Linked DNA regions of Mus musculus: region 2 is linked to region 1. A link is a contact called in public Hi-C data. All regions are on one chromosome and are shown on one strand. The core of a region is the stretch at or near the end of the contact, and the rest is flanking DNA. Distances in the headings are between cores, read along the strand shown. Region 1 holds the start of Glis1 (GLIS family zinc finger 1). Region 2 overlaps Glis1 (GLIS family zinc finger 1).

The links. Hi-C and Micro-C count contacts between places; a contact is called where the count stands out from the background.
Region 2: a Hi-C map of uterus shows a contact between it and region 1, with 2.4 times the contacts expected there. The contact joins the enhancer-like site here to the promoter of Glis1 in region 1. A contact is called at or near these places in 3 of 39 promoter capture datasets (the 3T3-L1 cell line and macrophages), 1 of 15 datasets of contacts at CTCF or cohesin (the NIH/3T3 cell line), 5 of 484 Hi-C or Micro-C datasets (embryonic stem cells, nephron progenitors, palatal mesenchyme and 1 more), 1 of 115 datasets of contacts at active chromatin or transcription factors (embryonic stem cells) and 4 of 9 other capture datasets (adipose tissue, liver, macrophages and 1 more).

The regions. Positions count from the first base shown.
Region 1 is chr4:107,433,305-107,437,205 of GRCm38.p6, forward strand. It overlaps Glis1 (GLIS family zinc finger 1), which reads left to right and starts at 1,415. Exons shown (of 11, transcript NM_147221.2): 1 at 1,415-1,593; 2 at 2,336-2,633. The coding sequence starts at 2,378. Gm46866 (Holliday junction resolvase MOC1, chloroplastic-like) reads right to left here and starts at 1,951. Exons shown (of 2, transcript XM_030253946.1): 1 at 976-1,951; 2 at 473-777. The coding sequence starts at 1,761. The coding sequence ends at 1,129.
Region 2 is chr4:107,482,545-107,486,916 of GRCm38.p6, forward strand. The region is part of intron 2 of Glis1 (GLIS family zinc finger 1); the gene reads left to right. Among named protein-coding and RNA genes, the nearest start is that of Gm46866, 49 kb to the left of the region's middle. Within about 2 kb of position 2,582, at least 13 of the 459 cell types and tissues checked have an H3K27ac peak or open chromatin away from gene starts, as enhancers often do. A contact at or near this core is called in uterus, where this site is marked.

The DNA of each region.
Region 1 (3,901 bases), core at 165-2,664:
GCTGACACCTGCTCTTGGTAATAATGGGAGGAAGACACTGGCGTGGGAGTCGGAAGCCTGCGCTGCCACACCCTACCTACCTTGTTGCTTCTGGCCATGAATGTGGGGGTGGTGTTAAGTAAAATGTCAAGGTACTTCCAATTCCTTCTGCTGTTTCTAAGTCTCCAAACAAATAAGGTATAGGAAATTAAATCTTTTTTTAAAAAACTTTTTTTTTTCTTCCGAGACAGGGTTTCTCTGTATAGCCCTGGCTGTCCTGGAACTCACTTTGTAGACCAGGCTGGCCTCGAACTCAGAAATCCGCCTGCTGGGATTAAAGGCGTGTGCCAGCATGCCTGGCAAATCTTAACTTTTTGTGACTGGAAAAAAAAAATCTTTGTTTTGTTAAGATGCTGGGAAACTGCTTGGGTTGTCTTCCTGTGTGGAACCCCAGTCTGTGAACCAGGCCGGTTGCAGAAACACACTTCCACAGTTTAAGACTAAGGTCCTCTATTCTCAAACATTTTGTGCATAGTGGGAGATGTTGACAGCATGCAGAGACATTTTGGGGCTACCCTAGATCCTTCAGTAGACCCCAGAAAATCGGTCAGAGACATGAACGAACACCCCATTTTGCACGCTTCAGGGATGGGGGCTGACCCATTGCTTCTAGTCACTATGAAGCCTCATCAAGGGCTCTTCCTACAGTTGAGACCCTGCTGCCTGGAGCGCGGAGGACATGGCAAGGAATGGGTACAGGAGAACGCGGAGCTCCTCTCTCGTCTGGATGAACCCTTTCTAGAAAACAACACGAAAGTAAAGTGAGAAAGTGGGCTGAGGCCTGGGTTCAGATGACAAAGGCCAGCTTTGCTATGACTTGCAGTGAAATCTGTGCCACTTGAAGTGAGCTGGTTAGAGTCTGCAAAACCAAAACAACTTGTCAAGCACTTCTGTATTTGTTACCTCCGCTTAGCAGGTACCGCCATTCCCATTTACCCGGGAGAAAACGCGACCCGGGGAGGAGCAGAATCCCGCCGGGGAGCAGAGGAAGCCGGGTTGTGCTGGCTCTGCCTTCGGCTGGCCTCCTCCTCTGGCAGCCGCAGAGTCCGGCGGCGTCCCGGCAGCCGGCGTGCAGGGCTCCGGCCGCTGTCAAAACCTCAGCCTGGGCGCGCGCCGCCCCGCCCAGGCCCCCAGGCGAGCGGCACGCCCTCGAGCCGCCATTGGCTTGGTCCGGCAGCCCCCAAGAGTCGCGGCCCGAGCGGCTGTGGGCAGCAGCGGGCCGCCCCGCCCCCGGGGTGTCGCCCCGTAGGACGCGGCGGCCGTGGCGGTGGCGGCGGCGGCTGCGGGGGCTGCGGCGCCAGAGGAGGCGCGCCGTGCTGTGTGCCCCGCGAGCCGCTGCGCCCGCGGCGAGGTGAGAAGGGGCGCGGCCGGCGCCGGGGACCCAGTGGCGTCCGAATCCGGGAGCTCTGGGGTGGCGCGGGGCTCGCCGAGGGGCGAGGCGAATTTGGGGGCCCTGAGGCCTCGCTCTCGCGGGAATGATGCTGGAAATGATGCTGAGGCTCCGGCGTGAGACTTGCGGCTGCCGGCGGAGCGGAGTGTGAGCCGGTGAATGGGGTGTGTGGCATGGCTGGTCTCGGAGGGCGCATCGACGGGTCGCGAGTGTGCGTGCGAGCCGGCGTGCGTGGGCGACTCTGGCTGTGCGGGCTCCCGGGCGCCGGGGCTCCTGGATTTACGGCTCTCGAGTGCGCTTTGTGGGCTCGCGCAGTGGGCGTGCGCGCTCATCCTCAGCCCGGTGTCTGGCTAGTGGCGGGGCTCGCGGAAATTCTGCGTCTGCACCCGGCGGCGGTGCGTGTTCAGTGCCTGGGCTCTGCTCAGCCCGCCCCGGGGCACCTAGAGGTGCGCAGCCAGGGACCCATCTGAGTCTTTCCCTGCTCCCCTGTGACCCTGCTCTGGGAGTCAGGCTGCTGCCCTCTCCCTGTCCCTTTAGGGAATTCCGGACAGGAACTCCCATCCCATCCTAGTTTACTGCCCTCTCCCTGTCCCTTTAGGGAACTCCCATCCTATCCTTGGTCTTAGTTTTGCCATTCGTCTGAAGAGGGCTGACCCTGGGTGGAAGCGGATTAGGGTGGGAGGGCGCAGGGGATTCTCCGGAACGTGCGGGCCTAGGGCGACGGCAGCGAAAGCGGGACGACCACGGTGCGCGGGGTCAGGTGGCTCAGGGAATGGGGTCGGTGTGGTGACGCTAACTTTTTTTTTTTTTTTGAGATCAGGACTAAATAGAACGTGACTGCCCAAACTGTGATCTAGGGATGGAGTTTCCCGCTTTCTAAAGCTCGGTGCTTTCTTCCCTCCGCAGGAGCCTGGCGCGACCCCCAGCCGTGCGCCCCGCCCCGGCGCCATGCATTGCGAGGTGGCCGAGGCACTTTCGGACAAGAGGCCAAAGGAGGCCCCTGGTGCTCCTGGCCAGGGCCGCGGGCCTGTCAGCCTGGGAGCGCACATGGCCTTCAGGATTGCTGTGAGTGGTGGCGGCTGCGGGGACGGGAACCCGCTAGACCTGCTGCCTCGGCTACCGGTGCCACCACCACGTGCCCACGATCTCCTTCGGCCCCGGAGCCCTCGAGACTATGGTGTGTCCAAGACCGGCAGCGGGAAGGGTGAGTTCCACCGCACCAGTGTGCTGACCGCGGGCATGCTGAGGTCAGGTCTGTGGTACCGGTGTCTCTGCCACCGGCTCTGTAGGGATTCTAGAACTTCATGGAACTTCCTTAAGAGTTCCTTAATGTCTCAGTATCTCTGTAGTTGATTGGGACTCGCCTGTCAGTCTGAACTGATGCCTGGAAGCATCCAATTTAAACCAAATAGGCATGTTTGAGAAGGAGATGTGTATGTAGAAAGCTTACATTACATAATTTTGCTTCTATATGTTTCTGATGAAAGTCGTGTGAAATGTCAAAATTTTATTGTACATTAGTATCTAGTAATTTTTTCTAAGCAACGGAAGGCATATTTTGAACTATCACAGTCTCTCTAAGAAAGGAAGGAAGGAAGAAAGAAAGAAAAGACAAAACCAAATGGAGGATTTTAGTAGGACCTCTTCCTTAGGAACCTCAGTTTTCTCATCGGTCAAATTAGGAACTTATTATGCCAAATGATTTTTCTGACTCCTGACTTAAGTTCTTTTGAGCCTGTAATCTGGGTTGGGTCAAGTGTTGACTTAGAAGTGACTTTTCTGTGCTTGGTGAAGCCAAGGCAGGCCCAGAACCCGCTATGGGCAAATTCAGGGACAGGTGCTGGTAGACTCCTGAAGATATTCACCCAATCATAGTTAATTATTACCGACATGTTATTTATAGGTTTCATGTTAACAGATAATTAACCAGACATTAGAGATTGTTAAGGGATGTGCCGATCTGCCCGACCTGCCCTTTCGTTCCCCATTAGCCGAACCAGCAACTTTGGGGTTTGATCTCATCAGCTGCAGTACCTTTTTGGAATGAAAGCCAGTGTTTTGTAGTTGTAGACACCGCCAGCTCAGCACCTTAATCCAGCTTGCTTGCAGTTGCCAGCCTGGTTGGAAGACATAACTGTAGAGAGGTTTCTCTTCGGCTTTGTAGGAGAGAGGCGCTTCTTGTCTGCAGTCTCTTCTTGAATGTATTGAGTATTTTTGCTGGGATGCATATTTGAGGGAGAGAGAGAGCGAGCGAGCGAGCAGGAGGTTAGTAATGTTGGCTGCAGAGAGCTCCTCCGCTCCTGCGTTCCTTAAACAGTCCTTTCTCACAGTCATACCCATCTGCAGATCAAGGCTGCACCATCCTAGTGATGGTTGTCCCTCACATAAGTCTGTCTCCTTATCATTGGGAGCATTTCATTTGATACTTTGTATATTCCCTGTCTCTGTCCTTCTCAGCCTCAGTATGTTTTG
Region 2 (4,372 bases), core at 1,332-3,831, 50 kb after region 1:
GGCATAAGATCAATAGATTAAAGAAAACAAACTCCAGGTGTAGATCTACATTCTTACCTTGGCATAGCATCTGGAACTCATGATCTTCTGGGCTCCAAAGGGCTTGCACAGTCACACTTTCTCAGCTCCTGTGTTGATAGCACACAGCTGATCTCAGGCATAAGCTTCATACTTGGCCCCGTTTTTGGCAAATGTCCCAGTCTCAGCATCTCCAATATCCTGGGGTCTCTACTCCAGTTGAGGCTGTATCTTTACCAATGGCCTTTCCTGGCATCTCTTCAGGGATTCTGAGCCTACCACAGAGTGCCAAGCCTCATCTTCTCTCCCTGACCCTGTCAATCCTGCGGTTTTTATGTCTTCAAAAAAAAAAGTACCATTAGAGAGACTCCCACACACTGCCAGGTTCAGCTGCCGGCTTGAGATGTAGCCTCCTCCTCGCCTGCCATGACAGTGTGCTGACCACGTCCCTGTCCCAGTGAAGCACAGATTTTACCTCAACGATGCTAATCTCTTATTAATCACACCTGATTATTGATCCCTAGTTGATCAGCACACACAGATTCTCAGTCTAAAATATCACACATGTTGTGCCTGCCCCAGTTCTGACAGGAGTCTTTTCTGTGTTCTCTCAACGTTCTTCCAAGCCTCCCTAAGAGTGGACCACTAGATAGGGCTGGAGAGATGGCTCAGTGGTTAAGAGCAATGCCTGCTCTTCCAGAGGTCATGAGTTCAATTCCCAGCAACCACACAGTGGCTCACAACCATCTGTAATGGGATCTGGTGCCCTCTTCTGGTGTCTGAAGACAGCAACAGTGTACTCACATACATTAAATAAATCTTTTAAAGGAAAGAAAAGAAAAGTGGCCCACAAAGCTCTGCCCACAGCACTCAGTGGCTTTCCCAGCCCAAAGTTCTAAATATTTCATAAAAAGTTTACGTCCGAGGCATAAAAGCCAGATAGTCATGTTCGCCATGATACAGTCCACTTGGCTGCACTCCTTTCTGCTGTACGTCCCTTGTGTTGCTGTGAGAAAACTCCGTGTGCAAAAGCACCGTAGGGGAGAAAAGGATTTATGTGGCTTGGACGTCTAGGCTGTAGTCCGTAGGGCAGGAGCTCACGGAGGACTTGACGTGGACCGTGATGGAGTAACACCGCAGTGCCGGCCCGCTTGCGGCCTCACGCTTAGCTGGCTTTCTTATCCTATCTGACCGTGGGATCGTGCCAGCCACAGTGAGCTGGGACCTTCTACACCAGTTAACAGTCAAGACAGGCTCCCACCGGCTTGCATGTAGGCCTGTGTGATTCGGATAATTCATCTGGGGCTCTCTTCTCAGGTAAGTCTAGGCCGTGTCAATTTGACAGTTAGAACTAAGTAGGACAGATGAGTTTCCTGGCTCCAGAAGGCTGGGAAAGGAACAACAGGGCTTGTTTTAGATTTGCTCCCAGGAGCAGGGCCACAGACCCACCCCACTGACAGAAAGAATCAGAAAGTTGGTTCCAAAGAGGCCAGATGGAGTCTTCTGACTGGGAGGGGTTTCTGGAGACCATCCCGTCCACAGTTTTCTCTCCACACTCCCTCTACAGCTGTCCTAGACCGAGGGGTTTCCTCCCCTCTTGTTCTGCTTCTGACTGACCTGTACCCATCCACTGAGGTCTCCCCTGAGCTCCGTGGCCCAGGAACCCGAAATTTCTAAGTTTCAGGAGAATTGCACCAAGGAAAGTCTGGGCTGGTGGTCCTACCCCCTCATTACATGTGACAGATTCTCCTCACAGACATGGACTAGAAAATACCCATGGGCTGAGGCCTGGCTTCCTTCCCAAAGCAGGCAAATTGAAATTGAAATTTCTGGGCCTCGGCTTCGCTGTGTGGTGGGATGGACAGCAGTGGCCCGTCTCCAGGTGGTAATTCCTAGGTTCTGAGAACTGGGAGCTGCTGTTTCTATCTGAAGACCCCTGGCCAACTGTCCACTGACAGGACCCTCTGTGCTGTGGGAATGCCTGTGTTTCTCCACCTCTGTGCATAGGCAGAACTGGGCTTCTGACCCTACACAGTCCACTCCATGTATTTCCCAAGGAGCTAGGGCCAGGAGCAGTGGAGGAGCCCCACACCATGGGGATGCTTTCTAAGTGCCAGGCACTTCAGAGATGTTTATTTCCCCCCACAGCTCTGGCACGAGGAGACCATTGTTCCCATTTCATACATGCGCTGCCTAAGGCTAGCTTGGAAGGAACATGGGGCAAGCACCAGAGGCCAGCTCCTCCCTTGAGCAAGGGGAAGACTGGGAACCTCGGGATGGACAGTTAGCACGGAGAGTTGTGGGAAGGGGGGAGCAGGGATGGCGTGAGAGCAAGCGAGAGACAAGGGTGCTCCTGGCGGGTGCCTAGGCCTGGGTCCAAACAGAGTGAGGCCCAGGCCTTGGGAGACGTCTGGTCTGGGTCCTTCTATTTATTTGCACATCACCAGATGTAAACTAATTTGTTTAGCAAGAAAAAAAACATTTTTATTGCCTTTAAACTGGGCTGTTTCCCTCTGGCTGTCCATCCTGCACTGGTAGACTGGCCAGGAAGCAGAACTTTTGGGAACAGTGTGAGGTGAGGTTGAGGCTGCGATGTCTTGTGTGGGGTGTTTGTCCGCAGCGGTTCCCTAGCAGCGCCTACTCTGCCGCAGCAGCCCGTGCATCCGCAGCCCAGGCATCTCTAGCAAGCTGCAGGCTGCGCTGTGTTCTCCTGTTCTCTTCTGGAGGCTCCTGCTTGGACTCCCAAGAGGAAGCCTGTTTGGTTCCTCCCGCTCTGCTTATTTTGACACGTGGCAGTGTCCATTGTTAACTATCCCACCATACCTCATAGACAAACCACAGTCTTAGGCGGACTGTCAACCCCTTGTGTGGAGCTCATTTCTGTCTGGGCTCCTGTTTGGTGCAGGGGAAAGTGAAAGGCGCCTTAAACACAGGAGGAAGGAGCACTCAGGTTTCAGGGTACTTACTGTGTATGCCAGCACTCAGGTTTTAGGGTGCTTACTGTGTATGCCAGCACTCAGGTTTCAGGATACTTACTGTGTATGCCAGCACTCAGGTTTCAGGGTACTTACTGTGTATGCCAGCACTCAGGTTTCAGGGTACTTACTGTGTATGCCAGCACTCAGGTTTCAGGGTACTTACTGTGTATGCCAGCACTCAGGTTTCAGGGTGCTTACTGTGTATGCCAGCACTCAGGTTTCAGGATACTTACTGTGTATGCCAGCACTCAGGTTTCAGGGTACTTACTGTGTATGCCAGCACTCAGGTTTCAGGGTGCTTACTGTGTATGCCTGCTGCTGGGTTAGGTCCTTGCTGTAGGTCGCGTCTTAATCTTTGGGACTGCAGGGTAGGGATCACCATTCTCGCTCTGCGGACAGTGCTCACAGAGCCCAAGAGTGGAGTGTGAAGGAAGGCTCGTTTGTGCAGAGCCCACTCCTCTCCCCTGCAAGTGCTCCAGAGCGAGCACCTGCACTTGGAGGGGTTCTCAGAGCTCTGGGTGGAGAAGGTGGAGGCAGGAAGATGCCTTGCCTGGGCCCTAGAGGGTGCTAGAGGGTGTGCTTTGAGCTTAGAGTGGGGGGGTTGAAGGAGAGGGAGGGTTGCTTCTGGCCCCAGGACCCAAACCTGGCCAACTGGAAGGGCAGTTCTGTGTCTAGAAAGGGGCCAGGTTCCTGCTTGATCCACCCAGTTTTCCCCTAAGGGATTGGTCTGTGACCAGGACAGTGCGTGAGCTTCTGCTCTGCTGGGTGTGGGGGCCTCTCTCAGTGAGTGAGTATCCTGGGAAGTACAGGGTGAGTAGGTCACAGTGGGACCAATGCAGGCTCTCTAGGGATGCTGTTGAGGCTGCCAGCTGGGGTGCAGTGCCGTGAGTGACATGCGTGGTGTAGGGAAGAGGGGTGAGAGAGGAAGAGAGGCGCAGAGAGATGGGGAGCTTCAAGGAAGCTGTGACCAGCGCTCAGCCTACACAGAGGAGACCCAGCTGGCACAGAGAAGCTCTTCTACTCAGGCTTGGACGGCTACTTGCCAGAGGGTAACTAGGAGTCTGGCTCCACCCAAGGGTCTTTTCCTATCCCTGTCCCTCAAGTGGAGCCACAAAGCTTGCAAGTGATGCTTGTGGTGTGGGGTGTCCCAGATTGCTTCTTCCTCTAGGCTCGATCTAAACCTCAGACCCCAAACCAGAGCAAATGGTGCTAATTTGCTGAATCCCAAACTGAACCCAGGGATTAATTTTTTGTACCTGAACCAAGTCTATGATTTCTTACTGGAAATAAAGAGAGAAGGTTCTATTTAATTTAAAGTCTAACCGCCTTTTCTCCTCTACGATTGCCCGGAGTTGCTTGGACAAGGTCCTGTTGGC